Linked DNA regions of Mus musculus: region 1 is linked to region 2. The links are chromatin contacts, called in public promoter capture Hi-C maps. All regions are on one chromosome and are shown on one strand. Each heading gives the region's core, a stretch centred on a gene start, on an enhancer-like site or on the middle of the called end of the contact. The rest is flanking DNA. Distances are from core to core; before and after follow the strand shown.

Region 1 (5,554 bases), core at 2,218-4,717, 2.2 Mb before region 2:
TAAAAGACAAAAGAACCATATAAAGTTAAGATTTCCCCCCAGAAATAGGCTCAAGTTGATTAACTCTCTCTCTCATGGAATTGTACTGGATTTTTGACATCAAAAGAGTTGAAAGCACTTGCAACACAAATTTCACCCTGTCCAGTTTTTAAAAACATTAACTAGTGGAATATAAAGAATGTGCTAGCATTGGCAACAACTGCTCGAAGCTTGTATTCTGGATGTGTCTCTCCCGGGGCAGCGTGTTGAGCCCTCTGGGTGCTTTGGGGATGAGCAGCGTGTTGAGCCCTCTGGGCACTTTGGGGATGGATATGATTGGGGATGGATAAGATGCATGTGGAGCGGGCTCTCTCTCCCCTGAAATATTTTGAGAGCCACCCCAGGATTTCTCCTTCACTGTTTAGACTGTCACTCACCACGCCTTTATTAACTACTAGCTTGTCACAACACCTCTTTAGAAATTAGGTACAGGCAGCGAGTGTGGGCATTTACTCTCTTCCACAGCCTGTGACTTCTGGAAGACATGTGCCAGGACCAGCATCTCAGAAATGTGCTTAGAGTATTTCTCGAAAAGAAATAGCTTCTTTGAAAAACAACACAGGCAAAGTTGCTCTCTGGTAAAAGCAACTCCCAGCCAACAAATACATTGTTGCTGAACGCACGGGTCCTGCTGCACTTAAATGGTTTTGCAGATGCAGCTGGGGACAACATAAATGAAATGTGTCTTTTTACTGTTCCCTTCAAAGCTTGAAGCACATGGATCTAAAACACAGGGACATGTGTTGATTGAGTTCAGGCCCCGGAGGTGGGCTGGTGATGGGCTCAGAGTCCCAGTGGCCAGGTACTTGCTATGACAAAGCCTGGTAGTACATGTGGGATATTGAGTAAGAAAGTGAACTATTAAATATTGCAGTTTTTACTTAAGTAATTTGTGTCAGGCAGTAAGAGAGTAAGCTAATATAATTCAAGGCAGCAACTGGGGTCCTAGCACTCATTTCTAACTGAGTCAGCCACTGTCATGGTGAGCGCAGATCTCTGTCTCCATTGCTTTAGGGGCACGTAGCCAGGAGACCCTTATGAAGGTATCTCAGATGGAGCTGGGTCCAGAAGGCTTGGGCTGCACTGAGGATGGCAAAGATAAACTGAGAGGGAAGCTTCCTGAAAGTTAGGTGTTCATGTGGATTGCCTGATTCGCATGATTTGATGCCATGAAATCCCAGGCCCCAGCAAGTGGGTGAGCGCCTCTAACAAGGCCGGTCTGGAGCTTGAAAGTCAGGTAGGGAGGCTCTCAGATGCTCATTCTCATTAATTCAGCTGTTGACACAAAACATAGTTCCCTCATCAAAGGAATCAGAGGTGGTTGTTCTGAGCCAAATATGAGGGACCCCAACCTAGGAAGATGGTTTTTGGTTGATCTGAATGACACATTCTTTTCGTGGAAGAAGTTACGAGAATGTCGATAGTCACAGAACAAAAGAAAACAATAAACTAGCACACCCACCAGATACGTGGCACAGACAAGACTGCGGACTCCGGTTTTACATTTTTCAGAGGTTATCTGGTGACATTCATTCTTTGATTTTGAGTTGGTGGAAGGGAGTGATTTGGGCATGATTGGGTAAAATGTGCCCAAGTTTTACCTGAGCCACACAGATGCTAGGTCAGACAGAGAGGTTCATGCTAAGTATGAAGGGCACGGAAGATTGACTGTAATTTCCCATCTTTCCTGAATCACGATGTTCTAATCAGTCACAGTTTTCAGGACTGGGTCTAGGATTTATTTCTAGATGTGGCTTTCTCGGGAAACTTCAGATCATAGTCAGCAGTGATGCTTGGCCTGTCTCCTCCAGGCTCTTGGTTAAGTTTGAACATCCGAGGATAGGGTTGGCAGCGTTCCTGCTGCTGTCCCCAGGTACAGGCAGCCAATGTAGAAACAGAAGTGAATAAACTCAAAGAAAACTAGCCACGGGTCAGGACCAAGGACAAAGAAGATGGCTTCCCAGTGGATAGCTAGCAAGGTATTAGGTTTGTGTGAGATCAAAGAAGAGCAGCTCACAGGCAGAGAGGATATCGCCCATGCCCTGTAGTGTGGAAGCAGGATGCTGCGATGGGGCTGGAGGGGAATCAGGGTGGGTGTGGTAGTGTACCAGAGAGGTAATGGCATGTGTGCACACTGGAGAGGCATCCACAGAGGAGGAGAGGGTGGAACCTGAACAGAGAAATCCTAGGAAGGATTGTAGTCAGATTCTGGACCATGGACAGTGAGGAAGTGGCTGTGCAAGAACAAAGCCACTCTGAAAGGATGCAGTGTCCGTACATGGTGCAATGACAGCCCGTGCCAACAGGGGGCTTCTGTACTGCCATTGTTTAGAAACTCCTGTGACAGAGAATTTGGTGAGAACCTGAGCTGGCTCCCAGTCTCTTCACTGCCCACCCTAGAGACAGTGTGGAAAGTCAGTATAGCTGTGAATACCTGCTCTGTGGTGTTTGCTTTGTGTGAGCTCGCAGACACAGGCTTGGTGTTAAAGACCACTGGAAATGTCAGATCTGAGTCCTCATCTGGCTTTCTGAGGTAAAGTGTCACAGGGGGCGGATTCCTGCCCTCCCTTGCTGGATATCAGCACCCACCTCATGGCAAAACAACATGGGCTAATGCCCTGAATAATAAGTCACAGAAGGGGCTGGAGAGATGGCTCAGTGGTTAAGGGCACTGACTACTCTTCCAGAGGTCCTGAGTTCAATTCCCAGCAACAACATGCAAGCTCACAACCATCTGTAATGGGATCTGATACCCTCTTCTGGTGGCTGAAGACAGCTACAGTGTACTCATATACATAAAATAAATAAGTAAATAAATAAACCTTTAAAAAGTCGTGGAAGGATGAATTTATCTAAGATAAGATAGTAACCCACAAAGACAATATGAGATTTTGAGTCTTGATCCTCTTTCCTTGTTTCTAGACAACTTAGGGTCAGAACATCCGTTAGTTTTAGATCCTTTTATGATTAAAAAGCCACAGACTTGTTAAGGGCTGTTTTTAAAGATGGCCAGATTGAGGCAAGAAGAATCAGGCAAATGCCAGCTTGGAACCCTGTTTGTGGATTAGGTCAGCGGAGAGACAGCCAGCCACAGGGACGCAGCACCTGAGGAAGTTCTGTACATGGAGGAGAGCGCTTCCCGCTGCCGCTTCTTGATCTCTGCCGGAGGATCACATCATACAGCCCCCGTCATAAAGTTCACAGTGCTTCCCCAAGCTCGCTGCCATCCATGAGACGGGAAGTGAGGTGACAACACCTCATCCCTGTGGCATTAGCGAGGCCTTCACTTGACCATCGTTGCCATGAGACTGAGGAAGGCTGCTAATCTGCCCTCCGAACCTGAATGTGGGGACGTGGACTGAGTGAGCCAGCATTCCGTGTCATGTTTTCTGGTCAGCCGGCAAGACCAGAGGGGGTGGGGGTGGGGGTGGGGGTGGGGGTGCTGTTCTCTACAGCAGAAATGAGCAAAAGTCAATTTATCAAGGCACATAACAGTACAGAGCAGGGATTTCAAAGCATGCCGTTGCTTTGTCAAACACACTGGCTACCCTCTAGAAAGCCGAGGATCCCCTACTTCACGGGGCGCTACCCCAACACCCAGCCCATATCCTTCTCTAGTGTGTATGGAGGAGGGGCTGGAGGAGAGCGGATGGCCCAGGGTAGCCGCAACCAACCTCAGTCCTTTTTGTGGAGAATTTGTCATCTTGGACACCTGCCTGGACTATCAAGATCTTGGACTACTGCTGCAGGGCAGAGCGCACACCCGGCGAGGCCCAGAGTTCCTCTGTGGGACCGACACACTCCTGAAAGCGCAGATGCCCCCTCAGTGCCAACTCAAGGCATAGGAGTGGCGGCAGCAGCCCACTGCTCTCAGGGGAGTTTGCCTAAACACTGTCCCCTGCCATTTCTCTGCTGGAGGTAAGATGACATTTCCCCAATGAGTGTCTGTGAGGGCAGCCCCAAAATGAACAAAACTGACCATTCTTGAAGACTCAGATTGCTGTGGGCACTGCACATGTTCAATCTGCTTGCTCTGTATTCTCTCACAGGAACTGTGCTGTGAGGCTCTGGCCGCCATCAGTTCAATGACTCAAGTTTAAAAAGAAGGTGAAATTCAGAAGAAAAATCCAGAAGGAAGGAGACCTGTCAGCAACCTGCAGCCCATGCCTATGCTAATGAGATTGCTAGTGACAGCCAAGCTTTGGAGGCATTCGATGTCCCCTGGAATATCCCTGCAGGCAAGGCTTTGAGCCCAGCCTCGGTCTGTCTGGAGTTGGGGGGGGGGGGGGGCGTGTGGCTCCCCGGCAGCCAGCGGGCCGAGCCAGGCTTTGCTGTCATGAGGAAAGAATCTGCAGGTCTGTAAACTTGCTATTTTTAGGCCTTAGTGGGGCTGAGCCAGTTCCCCAGTGTAGTAGGGCCCTCATATTTTACTAAATAGAACCTTGAAAAGTTATGACACAGGTCTCGGACTTAAAAACTTCAGAGGGTTGAAATGCCACATGGCTAATTCGTGAAGACAAAGGCACTGATCCCGAACCCCTTTTGTTCTCCCAGGTTGCTCCCCCAGTCCACGCCCACTTCAGCAAGCAGCTCGCCTGATGCCACCCACTAATTGTGAGTCTTCCCGCATGTACTCACTTTGAGGCCTGGCCTGGCAACTGTGCTCAGTGGCAGCCATCATGTCCACTAGCTCAGGGTGCCTCCCATGTAGGGGGCATTTCCTGATTTCCTTGTGTACCGTAAATCAGGAGAACGACCTCCAGCCGTCATGAAACCCATATCCCGGAAGCTCTCCTCTCTGTCCAACTCCCCCAAGAGACCCGGTGGCTCTCCTTCAAAATGTATGCTGCCAGTGGCTATGTGTCTTCCTGGCAACTCCACAGAGTTACCTGGCATGCCCCCACAGCCTGCTCCTTTCCACAGGCTTACTGAATGTCCCTCTAGAGAAGGCCAGTTCAATCTAACTGCCTGGCTCAGAATTCTCCAGGTCCAACTTGTTACTCTGGCGTGAGAAAGCACGTTCTATGACTTGGGAGCTCAAGGCAGCTTTCCTCTAGGGGTTGGTCTCCCAGATATTCCTCCTCTTGCCTCCGTAAATGCCATGGACAAGAGCTAATAACTTGTCGAGCAGTGGTAGCACATGCCTTCAATCCCAGCACTTGGGAGGCAGAGGCAGGTGAATTTCTGAGTTCGAGGCCAGCCTGGTCTACAGAGTGAGTTTCAGGATAGCCGGGGGCTACACAGAGAAACACTGTCTCGAAAAACCAAAACTAAAAAAAAAAAAAAAAAAAAAAGCTAATAACTCAGCTGCTAGATATGGCAGCTCACATGGTAAGCACATGCGGGATGCTGGGATAAGAGGCTGTCCCAAGTTTGAGGCCAGCGTGGGCTAAACAGTGAATTCCAGGCCAGCTAAAAGGGTGGGGCGAGATTATAGAACAACTTGAGAAACAGAAATGAAGAGCTGCTCTTTACAGCTGGGGGAGAGAGCTAGGCTGACTCGAGAGTGGGAGGC
Region 2 (5,488 bases), core at 2,917-5,416:
CTGTACCCCATACCCTCTGGAGCCTCCTCAGGGAGGCTCTGAAAAAGAAAATTGTCTTTGCTGAGACAAGACTTATATGTATACAAAGGATTCCTTCTAAAAAACTGTCCATTGTGCGGGGGTACAGGGAAAAACCAAACAACAACAAAAAATCAACCAAACAAAACACAACCCTTTGTTATACATCTCATGTGATGTGAGTGCAGCCTTTTGACCTTTAAAACTCTACCCCCACTCCCTTCCCTATTAAGATCCTTTCTGAGTGGAAGCCCAAGCTTTCTCACGAATACCCTTATTGGCTTATTAATAAGGAAAAGTTGTAACTCTCACATGGGCTATTTCATTTGCCAGTTCTGAAGTCAAGATAGAATTCTCATTTGATGAATAGTGGCTGTTCATTTATACCCTCAGCTGGTACCAACTGAGAAGCTTGCTGTCTGCTGGCTACCTTTCATATTGGTGGCACAATCTAGGTATGCTACCATCGAAGTACCTGAATAAACAGTCTTACCCAGCAGTGAACACAGGGAGTAGAATAAATGGTCAGGCAAATTGAAGTGCCAGTGGAGCAATAGGGACAGCAAAGTTATGGGAGTGACCAATTATTTTCTGGTTGAATTTAAAGCTCATTCCATGGACAGTAACTAATAACTGGTGATGTTAATCAGATGATAAAAAGGAGTATTGGTGAAGGTGTAGCCTCATTGGTAGTTGAAAGCCCAGGATTGAAGAGGTCATGCAAAAGAGTTGATGCATGTCACCATGAGGAGAGCCTATGAGAGGTGATTGGTGAAATTACAGCCTAGTTGCAATGGAAAACCCCAGTGCATTGAAGATGCCAGTACCATAGGATAATCTCCAACAAGTGAAGTACAAATGGAGTGGAACCAGCCAGAGCTTAAAGGGCTACAGAGCACAGAGCTGGAGAATTGAAACTATTCCTTTGGAGGAGTCCTGATTGTGGATCCCAAATGTTGTAGACTTTGAACTTTGCTTTTAAACACTGTTGAGATGGTGATAGACTGTGGAGAGTTTTCAAGATGGACAAAATGCATTCTCCATTGTGTTATAATCAGAGGCTTATGGGCACCAGGACCTGAAATGTGATATTTTGTAAACGTTTTTTTCTCCCATAAACTCATATCTTTGAATGCTAATAGGAAATGGGGCCTTATTGGAGTCGGTATGGAGTTTTAGAGGAAGTGTGTCACTGTAGAGACAGGCTTCCAGGTCATTCATGTGTGTGTGTGTGTGTGTGTGTGTGTGTGTGTGTGTGTGTGTGTGTGTGTATGTGTGTGTGTGTCTTCACGTATCACTACCTATCTCCAATGTGGGACATAAGCTGCTTCTGGCTGACTTTGGATCAAGATGTAGAAGTCTCAGCTTCCTCTCAGGCACCATGTCAGCCTGCATGCTGCCATGCTTCCCACCATGATTATAATGGAGTAAACCTCTGAAACTTCAAGCCAGCCAAAATGGTAGACATGGGGTTCTTGAGAACTGCACTAGGAAGGGCTCTATTTCAGTGGGCTTTTGCTGGTGAAAGTATCTATCTTTTAAAATGGCAATTGGTAGGTGTTTAACAATTTGTGTTATGTTTAAACAGTTAAAAAAACAATATTCCTTTCAAATATCATTGTTTTCTAAACATGAAGCCTTGGTTTTACTTCTTATTGTTATTGTACTTGTTCCAGACAGGGTTTCTGCATTGATATTCTTGAAATTCACTCTATAAATTGCCATCCTCCAACTGAGAGATCCAGCTCTCTCTGACCCCTGTCTAGTCAAAATAGGTGGATGTACCACCATCGGCAGCATAAATTTTCAATTATACATTTTATTTCACTTTACTAGAAATTTGTTTCCGTGTGTGTCTGTCTGTGTGCCTATCTTTTCTACAACTGATGCCTGATGATGTGAAAAGAAGATATCTGATCCTCTAGAACTAATGCTTATATGTGCTTGAAAGCCATTACAAGTGTGTTAGAAGACAAACTCATCTTTTATAAGACAGTAATTACTCTCAACTATTGAACAATCTCTTTAGTTTGTAAGCAAAGATTTTAAAGTGATTTTGTCAAACATGGCACCTATTGGAGAATGTTTCAAAGGGAGAAAACTAAATGGTCAGGATGTTAAAAAATGACAGTAGAAAATAAACTTAAAATGGTGAACTTGGTCTAAACAAACATATTAGGCCTGAATATCTGGTTCCATTAGATGTTTTGATAAGTATGCCTGGGTCCCTAATATTCTGCTGAATTAGGCTCTTCTTTGATCACATGTTCAGGTTGTGACTACACTATGGTAGCTCCTCCTCCTATTGAATCACACAATTACAATGCAAAGAAATGGAGACTGCAGAAGACTTGTAAATGGATGCTGCAACTTCAAGGATGGGCACATCTCACGTGAATGACGACCCTCTAAGGTAGGTGTGCATGTAGCAGACACAAACATAGATGTACACATATACATGTGTAATATAACCAATTTAAGGTTACGCCTTACAAATAAACTCAATTCGGATTAGGGTTATTTCATTTGGCTTTGACAATTACTGAGCTGCAACCCTTAATCTACTCTTCTAACTGCTGTCCTGGCTGCCTTCCCAGTGGAAGTTGCAGTTTCTCCTGGCCACATGCTCATGGTCCGTCTGCTCCAGGGCAGCTTCGTCCTTTTTTTCCCATTCCTCCTCCTTGTCCTGGTGTCTCTTCCTTCTCTCTCTTCTCCACCTCCTACCAGCTAACTCAAAACTCACCTGCCTCAAATCCCTCCAGTAATTGGCTGTAGCCAATTTGATTTATCCAGTAGTTTTAAATCAAGGAACAAGGTTTACACAACAGAACCTTGTAAATGTGAGAAGTCAGTAGAGAGTCTAGACCTTTGAGTAGAGAATTTAGCATAACAAAACATAGCAACACACCGAACCTCAACACATACACATATTAGAAAACTTGCTATGCTCAGAAATTCTGTCCTTGTGGTTGCTGACAATGCCTTCCACTGCAATATTCAGGAGGAGGACAGACCACTCATGACCTCATTCTAAACAGACATGCCAATCAAGTGTCCAGGTGAATGTACTGCTTCTTGACTCTAGTTTCTCTAAATCGAGGAAGGTGTTCTGCATCCATAGGTAAACACACTCCCTGACAAAGAACTCAATAGGGACTCTGCACAGTCTTTGCTCTGAAACAGCTTCCTTTTGAATCATAATATATCAGGGAAGTATGAAGCCTTTTCTGCAATGGGGTTTGTAACTTTGACTCAAGCTTGAACTTCACAGGAATAAACCTTCCCAAGAAGAGATGGGAATTCTCAATATTGTATGTTTCCAGTGTAACTTCTTTAATATACCGACCTCATTTGGCAATGCTATGAACATATTTCTGATACCTTTGTATTCAAGAAGGAATTATCTCGGTGTTCTGCTTCGGAGAAATAACGGAAGTTCAAGGCGGATACCACTGATGTTCAAATATTGCCAAATATGAACGATGACAGGCTCACATGAGAGACGGAGAATTCAATACGGAACATCAAACCTAACACAGGCAGAAATCCTATAATACAAAATGGACCAAGAGTTAGGACATACACCACTGCGATCCCAGGAGCTCTGCTCCTCCTCTTGGGAGAGATGCAGAGGAAAGCAAGTGCTCAGAAAATACCTGATGGTTGCTGGCTTTGAATTCTAAGTCTTTTGTCTTAAGCACCTGATATGCTGCGTAGCAGGCAGGGTCACCAAGGATGGTTTCAAGAGCACCTTAAATTAGCTCTTGCTTCCATATTTTTAAGTAAAGCAAGTCATGAAAGTGCGAGTTTTCCATGTGGTAGTAAGATAGTTTAAAATCACGGTGTTCTAGCAGAAATAACTAAGAAACCTGATAAACATCACTGTGAAAGGGTCGACTCACAGGCTAACATTGCGTGCTGGGACCACAGAACTTTAAATGAATCCAAATGCCCTGTGACTGCCCAAGTGCAGAAGACTGTTTCTTCCCAACTTCAAGGAATCACAGTCAGGATACCAGCAGGTGAACAACCCAGTTCTGTGGGTTCATGGAAGTTCTTCGCACTGATTTGTGGGAAATGTAGTCCGGATGCCTGTGACGTCATCAGAAGGCTGGCCGTTGCTATCAAACTTCCGCATTTGATTTTCAAACTTAACTTCTCCCCAGAGTTAGGCGTCTGTCCTGTTGAAACCTTCGTTTGGATCTCTGACATGGAGGTTGGTGCAGGGAACACCGCAACCTTGCAGATCTGAGGGACTGTGCAGGGTGGCGTATCGGGCACGGAAGGAGCTTATCTGGGCTTGTTATGAGACAGGGCAAGCTGCTGACCTGGAGATGTTGTGCTGACCTAGGCTAGGGAAGAAAGTTGGAAACAACAGGATGGCAAGGGCAGGCTGGGTCTGCTGACTGCTTATTTCTGAGATGCTGAAAGGAGCGCACTCATCTTTACTGGGGAAATATGCTCTGCCTAGCTGACCCGTTCTCACGTGGCTGTAGTCAGATTCTCAGGAGATTTAGAACACTTGGACATCTAGCGCCTCCTATACTCTGTGTTCTATCTAGTACTGGAGTTTGACTTCACAAATCTTCCTAAAGTTCCTAGTGCCAGGGACAAAGAGTCCCGTGAGGGTGATTGTTGTGTGGAATGTTAGTTCCTTTTCCTTTGGAATAAAGTGTTAGATTTATGGATGCCTCGGGTTGAATAAGAACTCAGGATGTATAATCCTGTACCTGAATCACCACAATACATGGCTGTATAGCCACAGAGTAGTCCTGTAATTGATATGAACCAGTGTTTGCACAATCCAAATAATTATGAATTTTGCCCTTCTGCTAAAAAAAAAAAACACTAGACAATAATACTCAACAATTCTTAGTATGTGTTCTGTCCAAAATTTGGACTCCTTCTCAGATATGAGAGATGACTTGGTGAGATGAGAGAAATGGAACTCATGATCTCTGGAAGGGACTGGAATGTCTCTGAAAGAGAAAGGAGATGGCCCTCCTCTGGTCACATGATTTTCTTCTGTCTGTTCACATTATCAGAAATATCTAAATTCTCTTAAATGCACTCTGTCCCTGTATCTGGCACCCAGCTTTACTGCTGCTCACTGGACATTTCTAGAATGATTTCCTCATGTTTTCCTGTGGTTGTAAGAAAAATTCAGAAAGCTCTGGCACACTTGGGGTCTTATAATTTTCACATAGGTTCCTGTCCATGCAAAATGCAGTTCTCCTCTTAAAGGGTTAAGAGACAGTTTAGTCAGCCTTTTGAGTGGCCATTATCTGAGAATACAGACTTAGGTTAATCCAAATTCTGTGCTTCAACACAAGGCAGTTTCATGGTTTTACAGAACAGAGAATGTCATTAACCAAGGAAAATTTAAAATACATTGGTGTGTGTCTCATAGAGTCATCGGAGATATTCTATTTACCTAAGATACCATCTGATGAGGTTTTAGCTTTTGGAC

What was found. Promoter capture Hi-C pulls out the DNA fragments that hold promoters and counts their contacts.
Region 1: a contact with region 2 is called in a promoter capture Hi-C map of pre-B cells, with 2.4 times the contacts expected there. The contact joins the promoter of A530095I07Rik here to the promoter of Zfp953 in region 2. A contact is called at or near these places in 1 of 39 promoter capture datasets (pre-B cells) and 1 of 115 datasets of contacts at active chromatin or transcription factors (astrocytes).

What each region holds. Positions count from the first base shown.
Region 1 is chr13:69,541,982-69,547,535 of GRCm38.p6, reverse strand. A530095I07Rik (a long non-coding RNA gene) reads left to right here and starts at 3,467. Exons shown (of 2, transcript XR_001780994.2): 1 at 3,467-3,957; 2 at 4,089-4,142.
Region 2 is chr13:67,359,250-67,364,737 of GRCm38.p6, reverse strand. Zfp953 (zinc finger protein 953) reads left to right here and starts at 4,166. Exons shown (of 4, transcript NM_001038651.3): 1 at 4,166-4,234. The coding sequence starts at 4,229. Gm17039 (predicted gene 17039) reads right to left here and starts at 4,073. Exons shown (of 2, transcript NR_167764.1): 1 at 3,675-4,073; 2 at 1-3,566. Zfp456 (zinc finger protein 456) reads left to right here. Exons shown (of 4, transcript NM_001001186.3): 4 at 1-1,154.